3 separate regions of the Mus musculus genome follow, and all the other regions are linked to region 2. The links are chromatin contacts, called in public Hi-C maps. All regions are on one chromosome and are shown on one strand. Each heading gives the region's core, a stretch centred on a gene start, on an enhancer-like site or on the middle of the called end of the contact. The rest is flanking DNA. Distances are from core to core; before and after follow the strand shown.

The links. A called contact is a pair of places that touch in the nucleus more often than the background predicts.
Region 1: a contact with region 2 is called in a Hi-C map of ventral hippocampal neurons, with 1.7 times the contacts expected there. The contact joins two enhancer-like sites. A contact is called at or near these places in 2 of 39 promoter capture datasets (hippocampal neurons and neural stem cells) and 1 of 484 Hi-C or Micro-C datasets (ventral hippocampal neurons).
Region 3: a Hi-C map of uterus shows a contact between it and region 2, with 3 times the contacts expected there. The contact joins two enhancer-like sites. A contact is called at or near these places in 1 of 15 datasets of contacts at CTCF or cohesin (CD8 T cells) and 3 of 484 Hi-C or Micro-C datasets (cerebral cortex and uterus).

What each region holds. Positions count from the first base shown.
Region 1 is chr15:60,693,540-60,696,241 of GRCm38.p6, reverse strand. No RefSeq gene overlaps it. Among named protein-coding and RNA genes, the nearest start is that of Gm23835, 9.2 kb to the left of the region's middle. Within about 2 kb of position 1,306, at least 25 of the 459 cell types and tissues checked have an H3K27ac peak or open chromatin away from gene starts, as enhancers often do. A contact at or near this core is called in ventral hippocampal neurons, where this site is marked.
Region 2 is chr15:60,309,247-60,311,946 of GRCm38.p6, reverse strand. No RefSeq gene overlaps it. Among named protein-coding and RNA genes, the nearest start is that of Gm41331, 170 kb to the right of the region's middle. Within about 2 kb of position 1,311, at least 21 of the 459 cell types and tissues checked have an H3K27ac peak or open chromatin away from gene starts, as enhancers often do. A contact at or near this core is called in uterus and ventral hippocampal neurons, where this site is marked.
Region 3 is chr15:59,953,622-59,956,321 of GRCm38.p6, reverse strand. No RefSeq gene overlaps it. Among named protein-coding and RNA genes, the nearest start is that of 4933412E24Rik, 62 kb to the left of the region's middle. Within about 2 kb of position 1,396, at least 23 of the 459 cell types and tissues checked have an H3K27ac peak or open chromatin away from gene starts, as enhancers often do. A contact at or near this core is called in uterus, where this site is marked.

The DNA of each region.
Region 1 (2,702 bases), core at 57-2,556, 380 kb before region 2:
TTTTGAAGTTATTTTATAATTACATAATATCCTCCCTTTCTTCCCTCCAAATACCACCTGTTGCTCTCTTTCGAATTCATGGCCTCTTTTCCTTTAATTGTTGTCATACACACATATAAACATACACACCATATACATATACTCATACACATATACATATCCTAGATGCATAAATAGAACCAGTGTAATGTCCCTTGTTTGTATATGTTTCTAGGATTGAATATTTGGAGCTTTCTTGGTTCCAGAAGGCACTGTGCAAGCTTCCAAAGCAGCAAGCTCACAAATACTCATGTGGCCAGCTGTGATGCTGTGAATGGCAACAATGACCAGCATGGCATAATAACCCTAATGGTATACTGGTGGCATACATACCTTGGTGTCAGACAATAGACATCTAATTGTACTTAAAGTCTGCCTAATACATTATGCCTGGAATGGAAATTATGCCAGCTACCCAAAGCTAGTGAAGTCATCGATCTTGAAGGCGAACCTGCAGCTACCATTTTGCTATATCATCATAGTCCCTAATTACATTCTAAATATTTGTCCTTATATCTACAGATGAGTGTAGTCCTCTCCAATAAAGAAATCTTCCTTTTGGAACAGACAGAGACCATTTATGAAAACTACAACTCATCAAACTGCAGAGGTGTGGAGTCTAGTTCTCCCTGCTCCATTTATCTTCAAGTGCTCCAGTACCTGAAGGCCAGGAATCACTGGGAGTGATGACAGAGGTTCTAAGAGATGGAGGATTAAGGAGTTCTCTGTGAGACTGTGTCTTCTAGAAATGTCAGAAGTTACACCTGTAAAGTCTCACCAGCCTGAACCAAACAAGGATGGAACCAATGGACTTGCTAACATGGACACAAAAACACAACATGCATTAGCTTTCTTGAGCCAGAAAAGCCCCTTCAACGTCTTCCTGTTCCAAGAAGCCTTTTAGAATAGGAAGGCCTTGATAAGATATTGAGACAGTCAAGATAATATTCATTTCCTCCTTCCAAGGTCCTCTTTACCTGCTATCAATTCAAGAATCTGAAGACGCTCTCTGGATGAAATCAAAGGCCAGGTGATTCTAAGACCTGCTTCCCTGACAGCGTTTTCCTCCCTACCTTTCCTTATATTTTTCTTCCAGAACAAAAGAAAGTCAAGTGTTGGCATGGATTAAATATGAAACTGAGCAAGTGCCAGTCACATCTATTACAACCCAATAACACAATTTGGGGTTATCATGGCAGTGCTGAACCTGCAGCTCTCAGTGTAGAGTACAATCTGGCAGAGCACGGGTGCCATCATGGAAACAGAAGCCTGTGGGGGTGGACATCTCCGCCCCCAAGAACATCCTGAATTTATTTGAACTCTTTAAAAATGCCTATCTGCAGTTCCAGGTGAGCTTAGAAGGAGCATTTTTGTGATCCACTTAGGAAGGGTTTACAGGCTGTGGTCAGTTGGAGCTTGTCTTAAAGCCTGCTTGTTATAGCACACCCACCTTTTTCACTTAGCCTATAGCTTTATGTAAGGAGGCTAAGGGAAACTGTCCACTTGCTTCCATCAATAGCTTTTGCACCATCGCTGAACCCACTACCATATTGCCCGCAGGTCTTGGATGTTCACACCGTCGTACCATCCTGTACCGCTGTTTCTCAGCCAGATGGGAGATACATATGACCAATAAACTCAGTTTTACTTGGTCAGTGAGAAAAGTGAATTCTGGGGACTATTAGTCACAGAAGGACATGGGGACACATAAAAGAGTGAAAAAACAGGATTCCTGTGTTGACTGTTTTGGTCATATAGGGAAGAGTCTACATTCTAACCAAGAATTTAATGTATCGTGTCTAGTTCCCCTTTACGGAGAGCACATTTCAAAAATTCAAAGTTCCATCTGTTATGTGTCAACATTGTATACCGTACACTGTGTGTTTTATCAAAGGCAGCTTTGCCATGGTGTGGGCAGAGTTATATTTTTGGAATGTGTTTGTAACCCAGAGCAGCAGAAAAAGAACTCAGCCCTCTAGGCCCAATCCCAGTGCTGCCTGTATTTGTGTTCCTCTAGCAACTGATGTTTCTGATTGATTTGTTTGACTAGAGGATGGGGTGAGGGTTGACAGGTAAGGGCAGCTGAATAAACACGGTGAAGGACCTTTTGCACATCAGATCAATTTCCTGAGATGAATGCAAAGTTCTGACGCTCACTGCAGCAGCTGGACTAACCCTGACACCTCCAGAGTTGTTCATTTGAGGGCTGGTGTGCTAGGGCAGCAGCCCAGGCCTGGATCCTCCTGTCTATCCATATTCACCTGTTTCCAGAGTCGCCCTCTGCTGGCCATTTGTCAAGTTCTTGTAGCCTTGTTCCTAATTGTTTGGCTTCCAGACCAGGCTAGAAAACACAAAGGGAGACACAAATTGTCTACCGTGTGCTGTTCTTCTCAGTGTCTTGTCCTAAACAATGTGTCCAAGATCAGTGCCCCAAGGGCTGAGGACCAAACATGTTGCCAGGAGATGACACAAAGGAAAGGATTCTCACCTGATTCCCACCTTTCCTCAATTGCTTTCTGGATTGGGCAGGGCTGGTCCTGAGATTGCTGCTATGAGGATCAAATTGCTGCTTCTAAAGTGCCCCAGACTTTCCTTACACTGGAGACCATGACATGGGTCTTGAAAGAGCTCCTGTCCCAGTGGGTGTGGGGGAGGGAATCACT
Region 2 (2,700 bases), core at 62-2,561:
GAGAGAGAGAGAGAAGAGAAGAGTAGAGAAATAGAGGCCAGCCATGAGCATGTGGAGAGAGGGGGGGAAGGGAGGAGAGGACAGAGCAAGAGAACAAGAGAGAGAGAGAGAGAGGAGTGGGTAAGCAGCCCCTTTTATAATGAGTCAAGCATACCTGGATACTGCTAGGTAATTGTGGGCAGAGCTTAGACAAAATGCTAACATCCTGAGCTTAGGGTGAACCTAACTTGTCCACACTATCTCTTGGGATATCTCTTCCACTCTCTCCAAACTTTGACACTCCTCACCTGCCATGCTATGTGAAATCTCCCTAAGAGACATTCCGGTTTGACTGAAACCAGAGATACAGATGGAGTTGGAGCTCCCATTTTAAAATTGGACCCATGGCAAACCAGGATGTCTGGTCATTCTCCTGTCCTTCAGTTTGCAGTGAGTCAAATCCACATACTCTGCATCCAGGACTCGAGTGCCCCTTCGTAAGAGACTGATCTGATGCTGCTGGCATTCCAAGGCTAAATACCGGCCCCCGATACCTGGTTGTCCTTGATGAGGAGATAATCAGGGACAAGGGGATCCTCAAGTACACCAAGTGATGCTATGTCACCGTGCTCCCAAGTCAACTGGCCAATAAAAGGGTAAAGCCTGTGATTGGGCAATAGATAGAGGCAAGCAGGTTTTCAGTTACCTAACTGGATGTCGCAGGTAGAGATAGGAAGAAGAAAAGACATGGAGGTGAAGGAGGCCACCATGAGAGGAGATGGGCTATGAGCACGTGGTCGAGAAAAACAGCAGGTAATAAGGGACATTATAGCTGGGAAGTCGTTAGCATAGTTCTAAAGCTATGGCCCAATATAGGCTTATGGCTGGTCAATAAAACACCTGAATTGTGTATCTCTTTTGCAGGCTAACTAGAATGCTTAATTCCTTCCACACCCCTCGATTCCAGTTCATCCACTTCTGCAATGTTCAGTTGAAACCATTTCAAGTTTTCAAATGGCTTTTAATCTTCCTTTATCCCGATTGCCAGCCTCTGCTCCTTCTCTGCTTCTGATGAGGTGATACCAGACAAAGGTTTAATTAATTAGCCACCAAAGCAAGGCGAGGATAGTTACGGACAGCTTTAAAGCTAGCCTAAGGAAATCAGTCGTCAGCATTCAGAAGCCTGTACAGCGGTGTGAAGAATAGGACAACATTTCCTTGGATGCATTTCTGAAACGGCATTTTCCATCTCCCTTGCCCTCCCTTTTAACTTAGAAATAATGTCTGTGTCTCAGCACCGCTTCCAGCCTTGTATTGTTCCAGTGCCTGAAGCTATTTGTACTCCAGCTGCTCCATTGCACTAAACTTTGTTTGCATAGTTCAGTTTTCACGTGAGTCAGCCTCAGGCAAATTTGGTCTCTTCCCTGAATTCTCAGCCCTAACTTCTGAAACTTCTTAGGGTACCATGGAGCCAGCCCCAGCAACTGTGAACAAGGAAACGTGCACATAGAAAAACCCAGAGAATGAAAAAAAAAAAAAAACCAAAAAACCTCACTCCAGCTTTGTAACAGCATGAAGATATTCTGCTAACATTTTTGCAATGTGCTGAAGCAACACATTTGAAAACCTCTCTTCTCCCCATGACCTCTACAACCAGGAATCTTCTCACTGGACCTATACCTTGGAAACCAAGCTCATTCCGAACTTGTATGAAAAATGGAGCTTTATCATACATATGCAAAAGTGGCAGTAGCTTTGGCCAGCACACTGTTAGCAGATGTTTTCCAAGAGAATTGATGGCAACCCAGGACCTTCACAATCTGGCCACAATCTGTTTTTCCAGATGCACCCTCCTACACCCCCATACATGTTAGGCACAGGCTTATGAAATGACTCTCCAAAACCCGCTGTGCCTTTTCATGCCTCCTCTCTTCGTTCACATGCTATTTTTATAGCCTAGAGGACCTAGTACATCACTCTGTTCTTCCTTGTCTGCTAATCAACCACTGAGCCATTTGTTGGCTTGCTTGGGTGGAGGTGGATTCTGATTTCAATGCCCTCCTACAGCCTTTCTGGAATCAATCAAGCAATTATTCATACCTTGATCCCTCAGCATGTTTGGCATGACTGTGTGCATCAGGCCCTTAGGCTACAGAGATTATAGCATTCTGGGTGCATCTGAGAGGCCTTAGAAGCAATAGTGTGGCAATAAACTAAAGTGTTAACACAGGAAACCAAAAGTTCCACATGAAATGCAAGCATTGCTATGTTGAGACTGACAGCTACTCAGGATCTCATGTATAGCAGAAATACATGACAAAATGTCTGTAGTTTGTGTAGGTGCTAGGTATAATGGGAACACAGATACCTGGCAGAGTACACTGGAAATGTACTACTGGGCTACCCAAGGAGAGGTGGAATTCAGCTTTGTTTGGAGTTTTTTGCTTTTTGTTTTCCTTTTAACCCTATGGTTAATTTTATTAGTTGGCACGTTTCTGGCTTTCCACCTCTTTTGCCCATTTTCTCCCAGTAGCTATAGACGTCTCCCATTCCATATCAGTTGGCATGTGCAATCCCTGCCAGATAGACATTGGTCTAGACTAGAGGAGGATGGAAGCACTTCTAAGAATCCTTCCTTGGGATGGCCATCATGAGTACAGGGAGAACTTGGGTTCTGAGTGTGAAAAGGAAAACCCAAAGCATACACCAGTGCTGATGGAA
Region 3 (2,700 bases), core at 147-2,646, 360 kb after region 2:
GCAGTTCTGGTACCAGGAGATGTGAGATGCCAAATGTGGAAATGTCATATCCTGCCCTGAGTTCCTAGGATATTCAATGTGCACATAAAGGCCTGGCTTCTACCTCTGGACTCTCTTGAAAATCAGTCCTTCCCTTTATCAAACAGAAGGCCTTAAGTCCAGTCCTAAGAATGATTAGAAAGATGCCTCAGCAAATGTAAAAGAACACAATGGCATTGTCACTCTGTCCTTGTTGAAAACTGTAATAAGTCTTATTTCAAATATGATGCCTGCTTGGATCCCAATCAGTGAGCTGGTAGCCAGCACTGATCTTTTTACTACCAATGGGAACTCACCCAGCTTTCCATTGGCTGGAAACTAGATGAAAGCAGCAGTCAGAGCCTTTAGAATCTGACTTGAAATGATGATCAAAAGTCATTCTAGGAGGCATCTTCCCATTTAGACATTTCCCATATAATTATTAAAAAAAAAAACACTAGAATTGGGCTGGAGAAGTCACAGGTATCAGGTCGATTAGAACAATCTTCCCAGGCATTTTCAGGACATGCCTAACATCATGCTTCCTTACCCTGCTCTGAACAAACTGGAAGGCAACTCGAGCAGCAAGTGGATAGATGTATTGTCTTTTCTCTGACCCTAACGTATGTCTTACCTCATTATCAAGGCCCTGGGTCTAAGTTCTCTTTCCTGCATGGAGCTATAGAAACCTGTAGCTGTAGGAAAAGGGGGGAAAAAACATACCAAAATCCTGCCTGTAGTTAACTGAAACCCTATCTTCCCTAACAGTATTAATCCTCCTTTTAGAGTCAAATATAATTTTAGTTAATCTTCCCTGATGGCATCATCTTACTTTTAGAGTTTTAGCCTTTTTTAAATGTCTCTGTGTTTGTGCATCATATACACATATGCACACGTGTGCGCATGGGAGTAGCAGATGCTGAAGTTGGAGTGTCTTTTTTAATTGTTTGTTCAGAGTGTTTTCTTTGAGGCAGGGTCTCTCACGAAGCCTGTGGCTCACTATTCTGAGTAGACTGACTGGTCAGGAGCTCTTAGGACCCTGGCTCTGCCACCACAACATTGGAGTTAGAGGCATGTGCCATCACGACTGATTTTTCATAGGTTCTTGGAATTAAAACGCAGGTTCCTAGGCTGGCACAGCAAGCACTTTACCCACTGCGGCATTTCCTCAGCCCCCTTAATTATTTTCTACCTGAGTCATATCTCATTGAAGTTATTTTCCATTCTTGGCAAACGTGTCAGATGGAAAATGTGTATCCCTGTGGTCTAGAAGAGTAAGAAATAAGTTACCTACAAGGCCAATGCCAACCCTTTAACACAAAGCAGAATGGTGGGAAATACAGCAGGATCTATTGCTGTGCAGTTTTCTCCAGAGAACCCAAGTGGCTTCCAGGAGACTTCTGAAAAATGCAGCAACATCTCAAGCAGAGACCATAGACACACATCAAGCTTGGTTTTCACTGTCATTTCAGTCATTCAGATTTCAGTGGCAAGTGCTGAATAATAATAACCTGAGAAGATTTAGAACAAGAGAGTATTTTGATCTACTTATTTTAAGAACAGATCCCTTCCCAGTCCATCGCAACACCCCACAGATGTAAAGCAAGGATGGGTTCATTACTGGTCTTCACTCGACAGTGCTACAAATGTATGTGGCTAATTATACAACCACCTGCAGTTGTACAGATGGAAACATTCAACTCCAGCTGGAGCACACACCAAGCTTGGAAGATACTTGGCAGCAGCAGTCCCAGGCTTTGGCAGCCAAGCACTGGAATGGAGTGTCCTGTTTTGCCTTTCAAAATCCAAACTCCAACTCGGGGGAGCAGGGGTTACCCCATCCTTTACAGTGTTTCTCCAGGGAGCTGTTGTCTTGATGGCTGATGCCTTTCTGTTCTGTATCTCCACTCAGCCTACAAGTCATGAGTTCCTGGGATATGGCCAGAGAAAGCATATTTATCTTACTGGTTTATTTTTATGGCATCCTGAAAAAAATAAGATAATTATTAGTGTGGTCCAGAACAACAGCTTGATACCCAATGCACATAAATGTGTGGTGCCAGTTTTTGCAAAGAGAAAGCCCTTTCTTGCACAGTCACCCAGCAAAGGGATCAGCAGAGGAAATTTAGATCTACCTCATCTTCGGTTGGGAGCAGAGGAGTGAATAGGAAAAGAGAGCCAGATGTTCGTTGACTGGAAGATAAGAGAGAAGGCTTTGGGATCCTTTGGCAGAGACATAAGACAGGCATGTTTCTTCACAGCTTGTGTGTTTCTTTAGCAGGGAGTGAGTGGAGGATTTTCCACTTGTGTCACTGAAGAGTCGTTGACCAGTCTATCTGATTGCTTCTGCAAACTTCTAATCGTAATACTTCTAGATCCAGCTTCAACTTATCATTGAGAACAGTGGTTCTCAAACTCCCTCACCCTGTGACTCTTTGATACATAAAATACAGTCCCTCCATAAAATTATTTTCATTGCTACTGTGTAATTGTAATTTGCTTCTGCTGTGACTTGTAAGATAAGTACCTGGTATACAGGATATCTAATATATGATCCCTGTGTAAGGGTCATTTGACAAACCTGAGGGTCGTGACCCCAGGCTAGCTTTAGACTGTTCAAGAGACTTCTTCTAAGAAGTTAAGCATTTTTATCTAAGAAAGCATACCATATATTATTTGTAT